2 separate regions of the Zea mays genome follow, and region 2 is linked to region 1. A link is a contact called in public Hi-C data. All regions are on one chromosome and are shown on one strand. Each heading gives the region's core, a stretch centred on a gene start, on an enhancer-like site or on the middle of the called end of the contact. The rest is flanking DNA. Distances are from core to core; before and after follow the strand shown. Region 1 holds the start of LOC100282359 (ubiquitin-activating enzyme E1 domain-containing protein 1). Region 2 holds the start of LOC100286235.

Region 1 (4,339 bases), core at 851-3,350:
CCATCCACGTCTGACCAAGCTCATTGCATGCCTGGAAAGCAGATAAAAATAACAAATAAGAAAATTCCTACCAATGAACTGCGCATAATACATGACTAAGGCACATGGAGGGACCAAATAATTTAGTTGAGTGCACAAATCACCTGATTTACAACCATACGAGCTTCATAGTTATCGACGCAACTCAAGACAAGATTAACTCCAGTGCTACGCTCATGAGAACTTTGTGCTTTTAAACTTGCCAAAAATGTTTCGAAACCTTTGACTGTAGTAATATTCAATGAGTAGCTCTATAGTAGAAAAGAGAAGTTAGGATCTGTTTTCTTATAAGTAGAAGGAATCAAGGAATACAATGGTATTGCTACTCCATCCAATACGGCCTAAGAAAAGAAATCATGTCTGCTATTTTGCTTGTCATAAGGCAATGTACCAAGTTGGAGTACGTAATAAAGATAGTAAAGAGGAAACAGTACAACAAAAACTTCTAGTTCTATACATATACAGTGCAAGATGAATAAGTAATGGAAAGTAGAAAACATTAAGAATAGTTAGTTCAACAAAAATTGCACACCCTAGATCCGTCACCTCTACCAAAAACTAATGATGCTCAGAATCTAATGAAATGATTTGGTTTACTGATGTAGGAAAAAAGGCTAACAGATAATATTGATACTGGCCATAGTTGCTCACCTCCAACACAACATCAGGATTTATTCCAGAAAGTGTCTGTACAGCGGCATCTGTTTTGGTCATTCCAACCTAACAAAGTATAAATGGACTGAATATAGTCATGGTCTGGTTTGAATTATGTTCTTGCAATCTTGCAGAACACTGAACTTAAGTACTTCAACATGAAAAACGTCTTGGTGTAAAACAAACAACCACAAAAGGTAAGGCAAACACATAACATACTGTCCTCGTAGTTTACCTGTTCTGGGCGAAAGAACAACCTATTCATGTTAGCCAACTCGACCGTGTCGTAATCATACAACAACAGTCGTCCAATTCCACATCTAGTGAGCATCTCCGCAGCAACACTACCAACGCCACCTATGCCCTGTAAAGAGAATGACAATGAATCAAAGGTTTGCTCTGAGTTGAATTCCCCCATCTATGTGTGTTAAATTATCTTTTCATGTATGATGTGATGAAGCTACGAATTCTGCTGTTTCCCAACTTTGAATTGTTGTCTTAAATACATCAACATGCAAAAATAACAATAGCTCGATAGCTGGTTGTTCTAAACGGGCATTATAACTATATTTTCCATATTAACCACATAGTACATGGTATACCTAGATCGATCTCAATACAGATAAAGATACTCTAGTTCGCATGGTCCGAAGAGACCCTTGAGCCTCGTGATATCTCAATGACATTTCCAGTGCATACTAGTACCATGGAGAGGCTTCCTCTACTCAAGGATGGAAGTAAATGCCAATTTCGAAAATCGAAATTCCATACTGATGTAACTAAGTTTGAAGAGTATCAGTGTTAAACCAGGTGAGTAGGATGCTTACAACGATGGCAACGGAGTAGTCCCTGATGCGCTCATAATTCTCCACTACGCCCATCCGTTGCAACGCCATAAGTCTGCTGTAGGGATTGTTGTCCACCACTTCTGCACTCATGTCCTGCATCCCAAATTTCGCGCAAACAGAGTAAAATTCCCGATTTGTTCAAAATTATGGCACTCAATCTGCACAGGGCAGAGCGCCTGAAACGCGGAAATCAGCATCAGATCGTACCTTAATCTTGGATCGAGAAGCGGCACCGGCTGCCGGATTCATCATCGCCACTAGCCGCTCCCGCATCTAGCAATCAGATGAGCCGGGATCAAGATTTGGAAAGGCACGGAAGAAGAGGAGATTGCTATAAAACTGCCGAGATCCATGGTGCACCCGGATGGGAGGGATACCCGATCGATGGTGGAAGTGAGGTCGTCGGGATGCTGCTTGAGCGCGTCGAGGTCGCGGAGCAGCGAGCAGAGCTGCTCCATCTCCATGCTTCTTCACCGCTCTCCGGCGTCTCCGCTGCTTGCTTACTGCTATCAGTGCTATGCTCCGCCGCCGTGGGTGGCCGATGAAAGAGACAGCCGCGAAGCAGGAGAGCTGGTCTCAGGTGTCAGTGTCACACACTCACACCTATGACGCGTTCCACATGACGTGGCAGGTCCCGTTTGGTAGCTCGTGGAGCTCTGGCTCCATTTCTGGCCGATTTTTTTAAACATTTCGTTTAAAATTTAAAATTTTTGGGAAAATATAAAATCAGAAATAAAAAGTATAAGATAAAAACAAAATATTTTTCTAAGTATTCTTATATATCTCATAATTAATTTTAATTTTTTTAAAAGCCAATTAACATTTTTTTAAAATAATAAATTTCATCGTCCTAAAATTTGCATTTTAAATTTAAAAACATGTACACTGAATTTTACCGAAAAAACCGAAAACCACCGAGAAACACCGAAAATCGCCCTGGAAACATCGAAAACTGGTCGATAAACCTAAAAACCATTTTTTGAATATGAAAATAAAAACTAGTCGTTTTAGGGAAATGTGCTGTTGGGGGCCTTCGTTCTCCGAAGGTCCTCAAAAACATGATTTGACAATATCTTTCAAGTGAAATGTATGAACAGATATCTTCGGACCCAGATTATGAACATGAAGTACGATCAGGACGAAGCTTAAGCTAGACGAAGGAGGATTGAGATGAAGGACGGGCTGATCACCAAGCCGTACGAGGGATGGTGCATAGCCGAAGCTATGCGCAGGGGAGCTTCGGCATAGTGGCAGAAAGGGGAACCGACTTAAAGATGAAAAGACTACTTAGGCTTTGACAGATCCTCATAAGTCATTAGCAAATTGTAACACCCGGCTTTAAGGGACAAAGCCGGGTGCATCTCATACATGCGCCAAAGAAGACAACATATATAATAACAGAGTGTATAGAGATAAATGTCACAATAATCAGAGTACTTATTACATAGCGGAAGTCTTACAAAATAAAAGAAAACAATAAGTATAAAATGAACTAAGGATCGTCGGCGCCAATGTCGACTGAGAAACGCCACCTAGATCAGATCAAACTCCTCAGTGTTAGGCGGCTCCTCTTCGACCACCTGTTCTTCTCCTGTGGGGGGGGTGTGAGACAGCAAGAGTGAGCTCACATACGTTCATCGCTCCACAAGTTGTGGGGAATAATGTGGCATGAACTCACCAAAGGTGGGAGTTCATGAAGTGTAAGGCTGATCAATGGAATAAAGGCTGAGGCTGAGCATTGCTTTTATAAGTTGGTCAAAATTTTATTAGCAATTACTAAGTGTAAGTAAATACCAAACCTTAATAATAATAAAGAAAAGTAATAGTAAAATAATCCCAAATGCGATGCAAATGTCAAATTAAATTTAAGTTCCATATTTAATCATGTGAGGGTCCGAGCCGCTCTTGACCGTGAGCACGGCTAGTATACTAGTTTTACACTCTGCAGAGGTTGCGCATCTTTACCCACAAGTCGTGTATCCCATGTCGCCTGGGTTTGCAAGGCCCTTAGACACTACCGAGGTGAATGGCTAGGGATCCACTACGAGGCCTTTACAAAGTTCCACTAGCTTCCGAAAACCCGCTACAGTTTATAGGAAGATCCAGTACAGGGTTCCTGGCTGACAGCCATCGCAGCAAAATCAACCAGGGACCTCCCCGCACTGACCTCTCCCTACTGCCCTTGCCCCTTTCGGGTAAGGTAGTCTTCCACTAGCTTTCCTAATTAGTCAGCCAAGGGCGTCCCATTAAACCCTTGTGGTAGCACTGTTTTCCCGGGTGGTTCTCCATGTTCCCATTAACATAATGATCTTATCATGAACATAAAATAATGAACAGATAATAGAAAGTGTAGTCATGAGTCATAAATATCTTTATACCCAAATCCACATAAAGCAATAGCATGTACTACCCAAAAATTTAGTAGTAAAACCAGTGGTGAAACAAGGTATAAAGATAGTCAAAATCTAGGGTATCCTATTGGGTCCCATCAAAATTAACCTATGCAGATCATTATGAATAATAAGAACATGAATAGGTAAAAGAAGTGATCAAGGGCACAACTTGCCTTCCACGAGCTCCTGCTCAGCTATCTCTACTTGTTGAACCTCAGTTTCCACGGTGGCTTGCTCGTCTACTCGCATCAATACAATTCATACATAGCATAGCATAAATTAACATCACATCAAACATGCAAATAGAATATACAGTAGTAAACTAGACATTAAAATAAGATTACTGGAACTGGAATCATTAAATTTGGAGTTATATATTTTAAGTTATGGATTTTCTAAGGTTTT
Region 2 (4,339 bases), core at 1,219-3,718, 130 kb before region 1:
AGAAAATAAACAGATTAAGAAGACAACAGTCACATGCCGAGAGAGAATATATCTACCACTTTCTGTGTTCTTGCACGGAAGTTTCAAGACTATATATCTGCCAGATCTAGTTCAACCTAATTATAGTTCGGTTTTTACTAATTAACTTCGCCTAATAAACGTAACACGTTTAAAAAATGGAAGGGATCGGAGTACTTCATAGTACTGGAATGAAAATTTTGTACACCTCCAAGCAATAGTTTAATAGCTAGCTACACCGATTTAGAAAATAGCTATAAAACATTTCTCTATTTCAAGTATCAACCCATATAGAAAAGCCAAAAGACAAAAAAAACAGAATCCAGAATGTTATAAAAAATATGCTGTGTAAAAACAAATTTTAAAATCCACCGATTTAGTTGGCTTTCTGTTTTTTTTTCTTTGGCATCAAGATATGCTTTCCAGTTGGACCAAACATATATAACCCATCATCTATTTGAAGCTGCTCATCTTTTCTGTTCACACATGAATCGCTCAATGTCTAAAAAGACATGCATGGCTGGAATTAAAATAGGACCTTATGATGAGCATGGTTACCAGTATCTCAATTTTTTATTGTTCGGCCTTATGATACATACTCCTTTTGAAAAGATGGCAATAGATCTATATTAACTAGGCCGGTTCTAAAATGATTCGTGGCTAGCAGGATCTACTTTTTCCGTGCCAAATTTTAAGCAATTCTAGTTTTTTTGGACAGTCGAAGTAACCTAACTTCGATCAAATTTATATAATATATAAAATAATAGCATTTATGATATCAAATAAGTATTTGATTTACATATCTAGTTTTTTTGGACAGTTGAAATGTTTTAAAACTTATGGTTTAGGACGAAGAAACATATCTTTATGATTCTGATGGTTAATTATGATTCTACGATTTTTGATCTTACCTGAAGACCACGTATTTGATTTAGAATAATATACATATGGTTCTGCTAACCTTACTTAGCTTATTACATGCATCAGCTTGTAATTAGAAGGGGCTAGTACACATAATGAGCTAATATATATACACACATACCAGATTGGAACCAATAATCGGGCTAAATACACATATATAGAAAGATTTATAAGGTGTCCGGACACAAAGGAATTAATTAATCACGCGAAGAACAAGAGCTGCCAAGGTCATATTATTCAACAACAACAACAAAAACATGCATCTGGAAAGCACGACGATGCTCACAAATCAACAGGAGCGATACAACAGGACAAAGTTAGAATTAGATCAGAACCACGGACAACAATATGATAAAGGGCGATCCGGCCACACCAACTGAACAGATCTGAAGAACTAACAAGAAATAAAAATAGCATCCAGGAAAAGGGCATGCACTCACAACAAATTAATATAATCTCTGTAAATCATATTCATGTGGGTGCATATATATGCATATATATTAACGAATCTAAGCATATACATACATATAATATATTACATCCACCAGAATTAACTACAGCCTTTCCAACAAAACTGTGCTCAGAATCACCTTCCCTCCCTTCTCAATCATGTTGTTCTCCAGATCTTAAAAAAAAAACATTTCCACTCTGTTTTTTTTCTCCTTCTTTCTTGTGTTGTGCGTTTTTGCAAATTAACTGAACAACAGCAACACCAAGTATGCTCAGCTCAATTACAGCTAGTCTTGACTCTTGAAGAAGAGACATGTACTTGTACATATGCAACATGGATGTCATCCACACGAATGGATCGGACGTGTATATATGTATATATGATTAACTAGCTAGAGCGCATCATATCGCAGTTTAACTGATTTCTTTCTTGTATGGGTCGCATCGCAAATCGCCCGCGAGAAGTATATAATCCACGGATACGGATACCTAATCATCCACCATCGATCAGTTGTAGCCGGGCGGCGGCGGCGGCGGCGGCTTCTGGTGCTGGACGGTGAGCCGTGCAGGGAGCGGTCGGCCCGTGCCGGAGCCGCCGCAGCTGCGGCAGGGCATCCTCCCCGACCCAGCGCAGGTCCGGCAGCCGGAGTCGCCGTCGGACCAGCGGTTGCAGATGCACTCCACGCGGCCGGAGCCGCCGCACGTGGCGCAGCGCGGGCGCGCGTCCCACCTGGAGGCCGCCGGGAGCCCGTTCCCGAGGGACCGGTTGGCCATCGCCACGCCGGCCAGCATGCCCAGCCCGGCCGACGCAATCACCACCGGCGCCACCATCCTGCGCTGCTGCTTGAATCGTCTAGCCAACGAGTCGCGGCTAGCTAGCTACCTTTGGTTCTTGGATATGGAGGAAGAGGCAGAAGTGTTTTTCTTGGCTTTCTTGCGTATATACCGGCCGGCCGGCGACGACTCGCTCGACGAGCTGCTGTTGCGTTGGGAGTCGCCTGTGGAGAGGAAAAGATTTGGGTCGTGTGTGGAGTCAGTTTTTTGGCCGGAGGCGAGTAGGCGACGGCTTTTCTGTGTAGGAGAAGGAGCTACGACGGCGGGGGAGGAGACGGGCGCGTCGTTTTATAGGATTTTTTTTTCCGGTGGTTCCTGTGAAGGAGAGGCTGCGTGGCGTGCCGGCTGTTTGTTGCGCACGGGTTGGGTGGTGGATTTGGAGGGTAGCGAGGCGGGGGAGGCGTGTCCGCCTTATTACCTTGCCTTCCACGCTTGGCGTCGGGAGTCCTGCCGCTGCGGTGACAATTGCTGCTGCTGCGCCGTGCATGCATGTGCGCTACAACGTGCGAGATGCCATAGATAAACGGATTTGTTTTTTTCTAATTTGGAAACTCTATTTTTTTAAAGGATTCATATTTCCAAGAGAAAATAAAATTTTTTTCTTAGAAAAATAAAAATATTTTTGAAAAATAGGTTTCTCAAACTAGCCCTTAACGATAATGTTTCCGGCGTGACGTTTCTTGCTCTTCGTGGGATTGCAGGTCTACGCAACTATCTGATTAAGGATGTGGCCAACAGACATGTGGTGGTGCAAAATACTATTTACATATTTTATACTGCTGATTGTATTATTTATAAATTTAAATTTAAAATTTTAAATAGAAGATAAGATAGATAAAACGGCAAGAGATAGCCTAATAGTAATAGCCAAACGGTCTCTGCTCTCTCTGTGCACTATGAGAGACGGTGGTTAGGAGGGGCGGGTGGGGTTTGAGCCCTCTCTATTGGTAACTTGATGGTATGCTATAATAAGGAGATATTTAGGGTATGTTTGGTTTAACTATAGATTATTGAAAATATGAATCTAATTATCTAACTGTGAGGTGTAGAAGGCTGTTGTGAGCTGATGATTATAGAAAAACTGAAATTTGTTTACTTGAAATAATTGTCCAGTATAAATTTTATAAGAGAATGATAGCTTATAACATGGATTACGAGAATCTGGAAAATTTAGGGTAGCGGGTGATTCTAAATTGAAATAGATAAATCTGTACATTTTCTGGAATCTATTATGTTGTTGTACTCTTTTGGTTGAGATTTCAGATTTTTGGTAGTGAATCTAGTTCAAAAAGCTAGCTAAACCAAACACACCCTTAAAAAATTGATAATGAAAAGATTAAAAGGCGGTTTCAAGACATGGAAAAATGTTGTATGTTGTTGCCCCGAAACATAGTGATATGCTATGTTACCTTCTAAACTAATATTCTTTGCTTCTTAATTATTAATTTAAAGGCCATGAATATTTGACTAATTAATTATACCTACTTGTGTAGACTGCTTCCTCAGATGAATAATAGTTGTAATTTGACCTTTAATTTGTGTCTATTCGTGGCTCGGTCTTTCGATATAGATAGATTGCATCATATATTTCTTATTACATAATTTATGATTTTCATCATCCATGTTTAGTGAGATTACATCGTTGTAGCTGATTAGTTTAGACCCTTCTAAATTTCTTCCTAGCTCCATCCTTTCATGCTATTTATTTTTATGTTTGCTCTCTCTATACCCTAGCCTCCCCACTATGCTCGTTGCGGCATTCACCTTGTCGTCGCCTAATCTATCGTGGCATCAACTATGTCGTCCATCGCGGCATTCACTAAGGCAGGTTCCCATTAACCATCAAGTCACCTATCGATCGTACTACCAATCATGTTATCGGTCATTATCAATCCTTATCTACCATAGCACTCTAGTGCATAACTATTACCATAAGCCTACATCCACTTCATCGTCACATCAACATTTTTACAGACTTTTATTTAAAATGAAACACGATGTTTTATTAAAATAAAAATTCATATGAGTATGCAGTTGAACAAATAAAAATTACATGATCTAAAAACAAATAAAATGCAAAAGTTCAAAATAAAAAGTATACATAATTCGTAAAAAT

Evidence for each region. A called contact is a pair of places that touch in the nucleus more often than the background predicts.
Region 2: a Hi-C map of leaf mesophyll shows a contact between it and region 1, with 5 times the contacts expected there. The contact joins the promoter of LOC100286235 here to the promoter of LOC100282359 in region 1. A contact is called at or near these places in 4 of 25 Hi-C or Micro-C datasets (ear, leaf, leaf mesophyll and 1 more).

Annotation. Positions count from the first base shown.
Region 1 is chr5:166,892,852-166,897,190 of Zm-B73-REFERENCE-NAM-5.0, reverse strand. LOC100282359 (ubiquitin-activating enzyme E1 domain-containing protein 1) reads right to left here and starts at 2,100. Exons shown (of 14, transcript NM_001371854.1): 1 at 1,919-2,100; 2 at 1,749-1,814; 3 at 1,521-1,634; 4 at 929-1,057; 5 at 691-759; 6 at 144-290; 7 at 1-31. The coding sequence starts at 2,005.
Region 2 is chr5:167,023,816-167,028,154 of Zm-B73-REFERENCE-NAM-5.0, reverse strand. LOC100286235 reads right to left here and starts at 2,468. Exons shown (of 1, transcript NM_001159123.2): 1 at 1,397-2,468. The coding sequence starts at 2,220. The coding sequence ends at 1,897.